Regions from separate parts of the Mus musculus genome. Here all the other regions are linked to region 1. The links are chromatin contacts, called in public HiChIP or PLAC-seq and promoter capture Hi-C maps. All regions are on one chromosome and are shown on one strand. Each heading gives the region's core, a stretch centred on a gene start, on an enhancer-like site or on the middle of the called end of the contact. The rest is flanking DNA. Distances are from core to core; before and after follow the strand shown. Region 1 overlaps Gm34418 (a long non-coding RNA gene). Region 2 overlaps Tnrc6c (trinucleotide repeat containing 6C). Region 3 overlaps Gm11725 (a long non-coding RNA gene).

What was found. Promoter capture Hi-C pulls out the DNA fragments that hold promoters and counts their contacts. HiChIP or PLAC-seq counts read pairs in DNA pulled down with a chosen protein or histone mark.
Region 2: a contact with region 1 is called in a promoter capture Hi-C map of hippocampal neurons, with 5 times the contacts expected there. The contact joins two enhancer-like sites. A contact is called at or near these places in 1 of 39 promoter capture datasets (hippocampal neurons), 2 of 115 datasets of contacts at active chromatin or transcription factors (both in embryonic stem cells) and 3 of 9 other capture datasets (adipose tissue, embryonic stem cells and pancreatic islet).
Region 3: a contact with region 1 is called in an H3K4me3 HiChIP or PLAC-seq map of embryonic stem cells, with 23 read pairs. The contact joins two enhancer-like sites. A contact is called at or near these places in 3 of 115 datasets of contacts at active chromatin or transcription factors (embryonic stem cells, pancreatic cancer cells and stem cell-derived neural progenitor cells).

What each region holds. Positions count from the first base shown.
Region 1 is chr11:117,477,660-117,481,394 of GRCm38.p6, reverse strand. It overlaps Gm34418 (a long non-coding RNA gene), which reads left to right. Exons shown (of 2, transcript XR_389180.4): 2 at 1,331-1,823. Among named protein-coding and RNA genes, the nearest start is that of Gm34418, 3.5 kb to the left of the region's middle. Within about 2 kb of position 2,339, at least 108 of the 459 cell types and tissues checked have an H3K27ac peak or open chromatin away from gene starts, as enhancers often do. A contact at or near this core is called in embryonic stem cells and hippocampal neurons, where this site is marked.
Region 2 is chr11:117,747,998-117,751,738 of GRCm38.p6, reverse strand. It overlaps Tnrc6c (trinucleotide repeat containing 6C), which reads right to left. Exons shown (of 22, transcript NM_198022.2): 14 at 2,412-2,495; 15 at 1,922-2,162. Among named protein-coding and RNA genes, the nearest start is that of Tmc6, 31 kb to the left of the region's middle. Within about 2 kb of position 2,163, at least 17 of the 459 cell types and tissues checked have an H3K27ac peak or open chromatin away from gene starts, as enhancers often do. A contact at or near this core is called in hippocampal neurons, where this site is marked.
Region 3 is chr11:117,877,054-117,880,404 of GRCm38.p6, reverse strand. All of the region lies in intron 2 of Gm11725 (a long non-coding RNA gene), which reads right to left. Among named protein-coding and RNA genes, the nearest start is that of Tha1, 5.2 kb to the right of the region's middle. Within about 2 kb of position 1,399, at least 151 of the 459 cell types and tissues checked have an H3K27ac peak or open chromatin away from gene starts, as enhancers often do. A contact at or near this core is called in embryonic stem cells, where this site is marked.

The sequences.
Region 1 (3,735 bases), core at 1,090-3,589:
AGCATACACCTGTGAACACACATACGAACATACATGTGTGCACACATTCACACACACACATGAACATACACCTGTGAACACACATGTGAACATATGTGTGTGCACGCATGTGCATACATAAACACACACGTGTGCATGCACACAGACCTCACTGCTTTGGTATCACAACCATTTTCTTCAGTTGTTCCAACTGCCACCTAAATCCCCATATATCATTCGTATTGAGCCCTGGGCAATGAAACACGTGCACATATGCACACTTACATAGGGATGTCAATCCAGGGACATTACAGAGCCTCTCTAGGAGCATGGTAGCAGCTGTCCAATGCCCTGGGGTTGCTCAGCCGAGCAAAGCTTCCATTTTCAGGGAGCTTGGAGCACAGCTGTGCATAGGGTCAATGCCACATTCTCTCCTAGCGGTTTGCTCCAGGATCTCTGGGCAGGCCATCATGCCCTACCTGGGATCTGAACCCTGGTCCTCGAGCTTGAAGAGCCACTTCCCCAGCTCCTGATCTCTGGTTTTCAGCTGGAGGGTTTTGACTGTTCCTGTTTAATGGGCTGTCTCTGGGGTGGGGCTCATGTCCGACATCTTGCCTTGTCCTTGCTGTTTATCCCACCTGCTCTGTCCCTCCCTCCTCTCTGCCTTGTGTATTTCTTAGGATTCCATTTGTTGCTGTGTCAAGGATTAATCATGTATCCCAGGCTGGCCTTGAACTTGATTGTAGCCGAGGATAGCAGCCTATAACTTCTGCTCCTCCTGCCTCTATTTTCCAGTGCTGGGAATATAGACCTGTGCTGCCATAATTACTTTATGCCCAGTTCATGTGGTGCTGGGGGTTGAGCCCGCTTAGACTCTCTTGGACCCCAGTTTATCCTCTCATGAAGGAATAGCAGTGTGTGCTCGCCCAGCTCCGCAAGCCATGTGTTGTGGTTCCCTCTGTCTTATGTTAGGCAGTGTGCTGCATTTGCACTGTGCGGTTGGTTGTTACCAGTTCATTGTTAGTCTCTGCTCCCCAAAGTCCAAACAAGTGAGGCTCAGCCACCTGCCCCAATACATCCAACCCAGAGCCAAGCAGCGCCACCCTGGGGAAGCAGGTAAAAAACTTTCCATGACTCCAGATCCATCCAAGAGATGACTGCTTCTATGCTGGGGGTGGGGGGTGGGGGGTGGGGGGGTGGGGGGGTGGGGGGGTGGGGAAGGGGGTAGCCTCAGCTCCCACGGTTCTTAGTGACTATCATGGGTCAGCTGTCCTGTGGGGCTTCCTGTTGTCTGGGGCAGGTGTGGTCTCTTGTTGTAAAGATGTTTATTGGATGATCCGGATGTTTCAAGGAACCGCTGCACCTTGGAAGGAGAGAAGAGCCATGAAAGAGCAGAGCGACTCAGAGAGCAAGGAGATGGCGTCAGGCCAGCCACTGGCCTCAGGCAGCAACAGGGCCAAGCTCTACGGGGCTATGGGTCGGAGGGAGGCAGGAGCTCACCTCCAGCACCCACAGAGCCTTGGCAGCAGGAGAGAAGTTAGCTTGAGAAACGCACGGAATGGATGAAGAGAAGAAAGCTCGGTCCACTTAAGTGCATCGAACATAAATCGGAGGCTGGTTTCCAGCCCTCCATAGAGCTGGCCTGGGTCCCCCTCTTTGTGCCGCACTCACAGCCCTGAGCTGTAGTCTGCTCATCTTTAAGCCCAACAATCCCCGTGCTATCTCCCCAGCTTTTCAACCGCTGCAGCTCACGGCCCTGAACACATTTTGTGAAGGGCTAGAGCTGGACATATGCGAACAATTAAACTCCTCTAGATCCTCCACCCAGGAGCCAGGCCCTGAGACATGAAGTCATGCTTCTATTTTTCTCTCTTTCCTTGTGGAGAGGAGATTTGGGAAGGGTGGAGGGACCTGGCAAGAGGGAGAGCAAAGATGGCCGGAGCAGGAGAGCTGCCGGCTGGAGATTTGTTCTGGAAGCTGCAGATGGTTCCAGAAGGCGCTGGTTGCCCCCAAGGGTTCCCTCCTCTGGCCGCCACTGCTTTCCCTGATTCTTCCCATTGTTCTGAAGCCAGATGCAAGGACTCCTGTTCCAGGATACTGCCTCCCTCCCCCTCACAAGTTAGAAAGAAGCCTTGGGTGAGGGGCGCTGAGGGATTGCAGGCGGGGGAAGGGCTGCCCCTCTGCCAGGCACGCTGCGCTGCGGAATCACTGTTTTCTTTTCTTTCTTTTTTTTTTTTGAAGTCAAAACCACTCATGAGGCTTCCCCCTCCCCTACCCAGAGCCCCTCCATTATCCCTAGGCCATTTGGTGGTGGTTGCCATGGAGACCACAAGCAAAATGGCATGCAAATCAACACAGCAAGAACAACAGCAGAAGATGGGCCCAGGGAGTGAGGGCAGCTGGAAATGCCTCTACCCACAGCACCCCTAGAATAAAAGGCTCTGGATCCCTCAGGGTTTGAGGAGGTTCCCCATCAGCCATAGGACGGACGGAGGCTGAGTGGGTGTCCTGAGAGGATAACCAAGGAAAACTCAAAAAGCGATCTGCCTACTTCCTGGCCCAGTCTTTAGCATTAGCCATCAAATAGGGAGGGGCTCTAGGTCTGGCTTGGGGCCAGAAGGATGCTCAGGGCAGAGGCTTTCCTGGCCAGAAGATACCTGGCTCACAGCCATCCAGGGATGAACATGGCAGATCAGCCATCCCAAAGCCAGGTCCCTCGGGCTTGGCACAGGCGCTTTCTCTCCACCCATTTGGAAACCATCTCTGTTCAGACTCCTGGGGCCTCAAAGAGGCAAGGCAGCAGCTCAATTTTTTAAGAAGAAAAAAACCACAGCTCCCAAGAATCTAAATCTGTGAACTTGGGGCCTCTTGATTGAAATGAGAGTTGACTACGGAACTGGGGGTTTGGATGCCCTTTTCTGTATCCTAGAGGTTTCCCCACTGAGGTTGATCAAAGGCCCAGGAAATGGCCTGCGATAGGCTAGCGATCATGGTGCCGCCTCATGTTCCTGCTCAGAGGCAGTGGGGAGAGAGGGAAATGTTCTGCACGTGGCCTGGCTCCCTGGGTTAGGAGTGATGTGGAGGCTTCTTGGAGCAGTATCCCCAAAGCAGCAGTCAGTTCACACCAGGACCTCTCCCTGAGCTCCATCTCAGCTGCATGGTTTTCTGAGCACACACAGCCTGCAGAAGTGATAGGCTCAGGGCTGGGAAGGACCTGCCCCATTACTTCTGTAACTTTCTTCACCCAGAGCTCAACAGCCCACTGTGTTTTGAAGTGGAAACTTAAGGGTTCTTTGAAAAGTCAGTTGTGTTGGATGGTGTCTTGCTGGGGCAAACACACAAAGGAACATTTCGCCGAAGCAAACACAGGTGAAAGGATGTTCTGCTAAAGGAAGCATGTGAAAGGACACGTGATGAAGGATTCTTCACTTACGACATGCATGTATTGGTCCGTCTTACAGTGCATAGTTGAGCTCCATTTGTCAGGGCTCCATAGAGAGAAATGCACCAAAAAAACCTTCTAGTGGTGTGCTATGGCTTCTTGCTGCTTTCCGGGACACGGGCAGAGCGATGTCAACTGAGACAGACACACGGGCTGAGGCAAGACACTTGGTGAAGCAAGACCCGTGGAGGACACGTGAAGTTTGAGGGAATTATAAATAGGACTTGGTGGACAGTGATGGGAGCTGGCTGGGCTTGGCTTGGCTGGGCTGAGCTGAGCTTCAGGCTTGCTTAAAGAGCTGGCTGGGCAATGCT
Region 2 (3,741 bases), core at 914-3,413, 270 kb before region 1:
GCTGCTGTTGTTTCTCCTTTCTGTTTTGTTTTTGAGACGTCTCTCCATGTGCCTGTCCCAGAACACGTTGCATAGATTGGGCTGGAACTCATCACCCTGGAACCCACAGAGTTCTGCCTGCCTCTCCCTCCGAGTACGGGGATTACAGATGTGTGCCATGGCACTGGGCACGCAGCCTGCTAATGCTCAACATTTCAGGTGTTTACACACAGTCCCACACCTGCGAGCACAACGGCTGTGTAAATCTGCCCAGGGGTTGTCCCCTCAATAGCCTCTGCTTTCCAACCTCTATTTCCTCATACAGATTCAACAGACAAGGCAGTGAAAACGGCTGGATGGACAACTCTGAGCACAACAGGGCTTCTCTCTGCTGTACCCTGTAAACTGGACTCTAAATTTTAATCTTATATATTTTTTACTTTTTTGTTTTGAGAGAGGGTCTTGGTACATGATCTGGTTGGTTTGGTATTTGCTATACAGCCCAGGCGAATCTTTTTATTTTTCGAGACAGGGTTTCTCTGTGTAGCCCTGGCTGTCCTGGAACTCACTCTGTAGATCAGGCTGGCCTCGAACTCAGAAATCCACCTGCCTCTGCCTCCCAAGTGCTGGGATTAAAGGGGTGTGCCACCACCGCCTGGCAACAGCCCAGGCTAATCTTGTACTGGCAGCAATCCTCCTGCATCTGCTCCTTAATGCTGAGATTACAGGTTTATCTTTTTAGCCTATCATGGTGGGGACAGCAAGCCTTTCATTCTGGAGAGCTTTTGTCTGTCTGCTTCCTTTTCAACAAGGTACCTGTGGCTGCCCAGAACTCACTCTGTAGACCAGGCTGGTCCTGAACTCACAGAGACCCACCCACCTCTGCCTCCCAGGTGCTGCGATTAAAGGCAAGCGCCACCACTACCTGGCTTCATGTAATTTTTAAAAGAACTCGGTGTGATGAATATTTCTATAAATACAGCAGAACTGAGGCAAAGAGCAACCACGCAAACTGTGTAAGTTAGCAGTGGGGAGAAGCTGGTCTCGAGGAGGTCTAAGTCCTAAGTTAGGTCTTGCCAAGGAACAACTTGTCCTTCTATCAGTCAAGGGACAATAACGGACAAGACAATAGTGAAGGGAGGGTCCAGATGGCCTTTGCCCTCCTGGAGGTGTGTATTTGATGCTACTTATTCATGTCCACAGATTCTGCCAGCTATCAGCACACAGTCCTGGAATGCTTTCTCCTAGTTCCTGGTGACATTTCTCCTTAGCTGGTACCATAAAGTTTCCAGCATCAAGCTTGTTCTGACAGAATAGGTTCTGTGTGCTGGGCAGTTACCACACACCTATACTATAGGACTGCAGGCCAGCCACAGATCTTACGGAGGGTCTGTATTACCAGTCTGAGTACCACTGGCCAGATGAGACAAATGCCTCTCTATAGCTGAGGCTGGAGGACAGAGGATAAACAACAACAGCAGAGACCTGTACTTTTAATACTTGAGAGGTAGAGACAGGAGAATTGCTGAGAGCTTTTGTTAGCCTGGGCTATAGTTTGAGCCCCACCCCCAAATAAGAAGCGTACAGATGGCGAACCAGAATGAACTGAATGTTGTTGCAGCAGAGGGTTCCTAAGCACTACTCCAAGCAGGCCCCTGATGTATAGTTCAGGCTACTTCTGAACTCCCTCTGCCTCGCAAGTGCCTGAGGTACAGGGGAGAGCCACCGTGGAGGGCCTCCCAGGTACTAGGAATATCTGTGGTACTTATGAAGCTTGTGCTATGCTGAAGGGAAGGCAGTGCTGTTCCCTCAGGACAAAGCCTCTGACTGCGCCTCTGACAGCTGTTCCCGCACTGTCCACTCCACCTATGGCGCAGCTTCTTGGTGAGCACAGGAGAGGCTCCGTCCACTGCTGTGCCTCTGAAGCCCACAGAAGACTCACCAAGAGGATAAGGAGCAAAGGTGTTGGGTGAAGACTGCTGCTCTTTGGTCTGCAGGTCGGGAAGGCCGGGAGCCTGGGGGGGAGGGGGGAAGCTCTCCATGCCCGATTTGCCTGCAGAGGGGTGCAGAGACAGGTGCGGCGGGGGTGGCGGAGGTGGTGGCTGCTTTACAAGCAGGGCCTGGGCCAGCTGGCGCTGGTGCTGCTGGATCTGCTGCTGCAGATTAGTGATTGTGCGCGCAACCTGGCAGGTGGAGACACACACACCCACGCATGTTAGGCAGGGTTGAGGCTGAGCACATAGCTCATCTACACAATACTCACACCTCAGCCTCTACCAGCTGGGCCAGCCCTGTCCCAAACCCAGCCCTGGGACTTTCCACACAGGGAGTCCAACCAGAGGAAAGCCATCACCAAGCTGAGGGCTGATCCACTGGGGTCTCCTCTACTAAAAGTGGAGCTAGTGGCAAAAGCCACTCTAAGGGACACTAACTTGCTGCTCCTGTTGCCTCATGGGTCCGGAAACATTCCGCTGGGCCTGTAACATCTGCTGCTGGATTTGTAAACGTTGGTATGCCTGTTGATAGAAAAGTTGGAATACCATAAGAAAGCTGTCAAGACAAGTGACTCAATCTTCTCTACATTCAGAAAATAGAAAAAAACGTTTTAGGATGATCTAGACTAAAGGCTAGACTGGCTATACAATGTGGCAAACACTGTAACGCTCTATCCAATAAACACATGAACCAGACCTGAAGTGCGGGGAGGACGTCTGCATGATGTCTCCTGGGCAAACTGTGAAATGAGCTCTGTGCGCTGATGTAAAAAGTCTTTTAATTTGATTATTTCAAAATGTTGGCTGAATATTGATTAATTTTCTGTACAAAACATATTTTGGGAGACTTCTTAACTGGAGGACTCCTGTAGTTACTTCCAAATGCACCAACCTTGGGTTCACAGCCCTCCCTCCGTGAGGTCAGATGAGCAGTGAACAGCTGCTGACAGGAGAGTACTATGTGCAGCTGCCTGATAGTTTTTCAGGGAGCTCAAGATGGAGCTTGTGAGCTGCCGCCTGTGCTCCTGTAACTCAGATAAACTCACTAGACTCCAATCAAGACTCAGGCAGAACATGGTTTCAGTTGTTTGTGCCCATTTGATCCTAAACAGAAGACTTCGTTAAACAGAACCAAATGAGAGTTGTGTTAAAACCCCTCAGGACTTATAGAGAAAGTGTTCACTTAATGATTCTCTAGAACTTCTAAACGTTCTGTAGCAAGTAATAAACTTTATTTCTCTATTTTTCTGGAAGAACAGTTCATGAGCGGAACACATTAGGTACAAGGCAGCCGTTTCCTCCATTATACCACAAAGAAAGCCTGCTGAAGCACACACTGTGTGTCAGTCCCCCCTCCCCCCAGCTCTGGCCAGTGACAGTGCTCTGCAGGATCACCCAGACACAAGCTGTGCAGCCTCCAATACCCTTCCTGTCCTGAGTGAACTTGCCTTCAGCTACTGTCTTAGTCCAGGAAGCAACATGGCTTCCTGAGTGTCCAGGTAGGTAGGGAGGCCTTCCTGCAGGCTGACAGACACAGGACTCCCGAGTCAGGAATATAGGAACAGCTTGATGGGGAGGCCATATGCTGCCTAAGTCCAGAGGTCTGTGCCCTTGAGGACAGCAAGGACACACACATCTCTGGGACACTTGCCTTTGTCCTGCTTCCCTGCTACCTACAGAAATGTTAGAGCCTTGCATTTCCTAGTCATGTGATTAGAAAAGTGACGGACTTGGGGCCGACTGCTCTCAGACACAAAGGTCTTCGGTT
Region 3 (3,351 bases), core at 150-2,649, 400 kb before region 1:
AGATGGGTGAGAAGCCCTGTGATCTGGAGGAGATGAGGAGAACCTCATAAGCCAATCACAAGCTGGGCATGGTGATGTGTGACTTTAATTTAGTACCAGGTAGGCATGGGCAGGTGGATTTCAAGGCCAGCCTGGTCTACATAGTGAGGTCAGGGAGAGTCAGGACTTTGTAAAGAAAACTTATCTTTAAAAGAAATTAAACGCATGCATATAAACGCATGCATACACACACAAACACACACACACACACACACACACACACACACACACGAACCAAAAAAGATGAATAAACGCCATACAAGGAAAGATCAAACCCCGGAGAGAGTGGATTGCACACACATTTCCCAGCTGGAGTAGGTTGCAACATATGTAAGCTAACTGGCTGGTCCTCAGGAAGACAGGCCCTTTACTTAAAAGGAGTCTAGAAGACCCAGACACAAAGCAAGGTGCTACACATCCCAAGGCCACACATCCCACATCCCACGTGCCTGACTGCCCAGAGGGCCGGAGTAAGTCTGATGACGCAAGACTCATCCAGCCGGGAAGCAGGAGAACACACTTCCATCCCTTGGGGAGGTGGCTTGCCAGGTAGCCTGCTGTGACTCAGTGCTTCCACCCCAGGCCACAGAAGCAGAGGGACTCAGAGCAGGAACAAGGATGCTCCCTGCAGCAACACCAACTCACAAAGGAAACGGGACATGGCTGAAGGTTCCCGACTGGAACTGTGTCCTAGGGCCTGCGAGATGGTTCGGCAGGTGGCTTGCTCCCAGGTCCCAGGACCCAAGGGGTGGTAGGTGAAAACTGGCACCCTAAAGCTTAGGTCTGGACTAGAAAGTTACAAGGCCTCCCCAAAACAAGAAAGGACAACCGACCGACAGGTGGTGGCTCTCAGGAAGATGGCTCCTGACCTCAAGGATTCCACTTAGGCGATGGTTCAAAATCCAGCCACAGTTAACTGTCTAGAGAGATGGACACAAGCTGGGTGATGATCAGCGGAGGGAGGGAGGGAGGGGGATAGTTCTGGAACCTTGACCACGGTCCACTTTTTTTTTCCCCATTTAAAGACAAAGTTTCACTCTGTAACCCACGCTGACCTCAGTCTCATGGCAATCCTGCTGCCTCAGCCACTGCCCCAGTGCAGGGGTAGCAGGCCTGAGCCACCACCACAGCAGCTTCATGGTCCCCCCTCTTGATGGGAGTGGCCACAACACGGGAGCTCATTTGCTGTTCGAATTGGCTTGTTGTGCGGCACAAATATGCCTTGTGTGCTTTTCGGTAGGGGAGTTAGATCTCATGTCTGAAGCAGAAAAACAGGAGAGAGACTCTGTACAGAGCCCTGCCAGATCCCTCCCGGCCCCTGCGGAGGCCAGCTAATGCAGAAGTAAGCTAATAAGGCCCCTTTAGCCTCACAGGAACTGAAACCCACTGTCTTCGGTTTGCACAGCGACCCTGCCTGCTGTGACCCCTCTTATGCTCACTCCTTACCCTCAGGGCACAGTGCTAGGTTTCCTGATATGTGGGTGGGGGGTGGGGGAGTGAGGGGGTGGGAGTGGGCTGGGGGGATCCCCATAGGGGACATGCGAGGACTTGGGGGAACTGCTCTCCCTTTTCCTGCCCTCCATCATGACAGGGGAACTTGGCATGGCGGCGGGGAAGCTACACGAGCCAAGTATTTGCCCACTGCTAAGCCCAGCCGGCAACCCACACTCTCCTAGCACCTGCCTTTACCCCTCCCCCAGGCTGTAATGGTGGCGTCCCTGGTCTCCTCTGGACCAGTGCCCTATGGAGGGGTGGGCTGAGTGGCTGGGAAGGACGTTCTCCCCGTTTACTGGGGCCAGCTGCTATCTACAGCTCCAATCTGCTGCCTCTCTTTATCTCTGAGGGGACCGCCGGGTTCCCAGCAGCCTCTCCACAGCTCGCTTCCTGCCAGCGGTCCAGCATTACAGGAATACGCACACACAGCACACTGAACCATGAACTCAGCATGTGAGAGTGTGCTCACACACGTGCCCACACCCAAGAGCCTGCACCAGCCTGGCCAGGTGCCAGGGAGTCAGATATAACCCCAGAGACAGCTCTCCCTGCAAGAAACCCTGGCCTGAGTCTCTTAAAATCCTCCCTCAAGTGGCAAGAGATGGTGAGGGTGGGTTGCTCTTGATGTTCTCTGGACTGTCTGGGGAGGCACATAGCACCTGTTCTCCATGTGTACAGCCAGTGGCCAAAGGTCAAGGGGCACTGGACCAAGTGACTCTCCTGTGTCAGTCACTCAGAGACACACAGGCTGCCCATGTGCCCCTCCCTCATCAGCCACACAGCCTGCCATTCAGCAAGTCCCAGAATCAGGCACTTGGCTAAGCACATGGAGCATGACACATAAAGCCCCAGGGTCAGCTGCACAGAGCAGGTGATACAAATATGCACGTGTGGCCCTTGGACAGTGGGATAGAAAAATACTGTGTCACCCAGGAAGAGGGCCCAGTCCTTCCCGTGTCAGGATGGGCTCCCTAGAGGAAGAATCTTCTAGCTGAGACCCAAAGACAGGGAAGCTGAGGACCAAGGGCATTTGCTGATGGCTGGGATGGAGAAAGGGCCCGGGCAGGAGATGCTAGGACTACAGAGGGAAGCAGAGAGGTACATTTGGGGACAGAATATCACAAGGCTAAAGTGCTGGTGAAAAGCCCCAGGCTTCGTCAAGAGGCTGGGTCGGGAAGGAGTGGCTGCAGAGATGGCTCAGTGGGGAAAGCGTTAGTCCATAAGCGTGAGGACCTCGTGCCACCCCAGCACCCATGGAGGAAATGGTAATGATGCCCAGCACCAGAAGTCCCCGCTCTGGTGAGACAGGCAAGCACAGTCCTAGGGCTTGATGGCTGGTGTCTACCCTAATCAGTGGGTCCCATGTCCCAGAAAGAGACACGGTCTCCAAAATTAAGGAGGACAGACAAATAACAACTGAGGTTGACCTCTGGCCTCCGTGTGTGTGCACATACATGCATGTGTGTGCCTACACATAAACAATAAATAAAAGGGTCACCTATGGCAGACACTCAGGTCACCCTGCCCTGCCCAGAGTAGTGGCTGTGGGGAGAGGAGACAACTAGCAGGGTGAGGTGACCCTGTGACTGCAGACAGGACATAGTCAGAGAGGAAGAGGGACTGGGTCAGCCTGGGGACCAGGGTCAAGGCAGAGGACTAAAGGAGACAACTCTATAGGAGGCTCCTTACCCTAGGAAGGGTGTCTTGTTCTCAACTGTCACTAGTTGAGAAATGACAAAGCTAAAGAATTGAGAGGCAGGAAGTGTTTGGAGCAGAGCAAGTAACAGCAGGAAAATCTCAGGCACCCCAGACACAGAG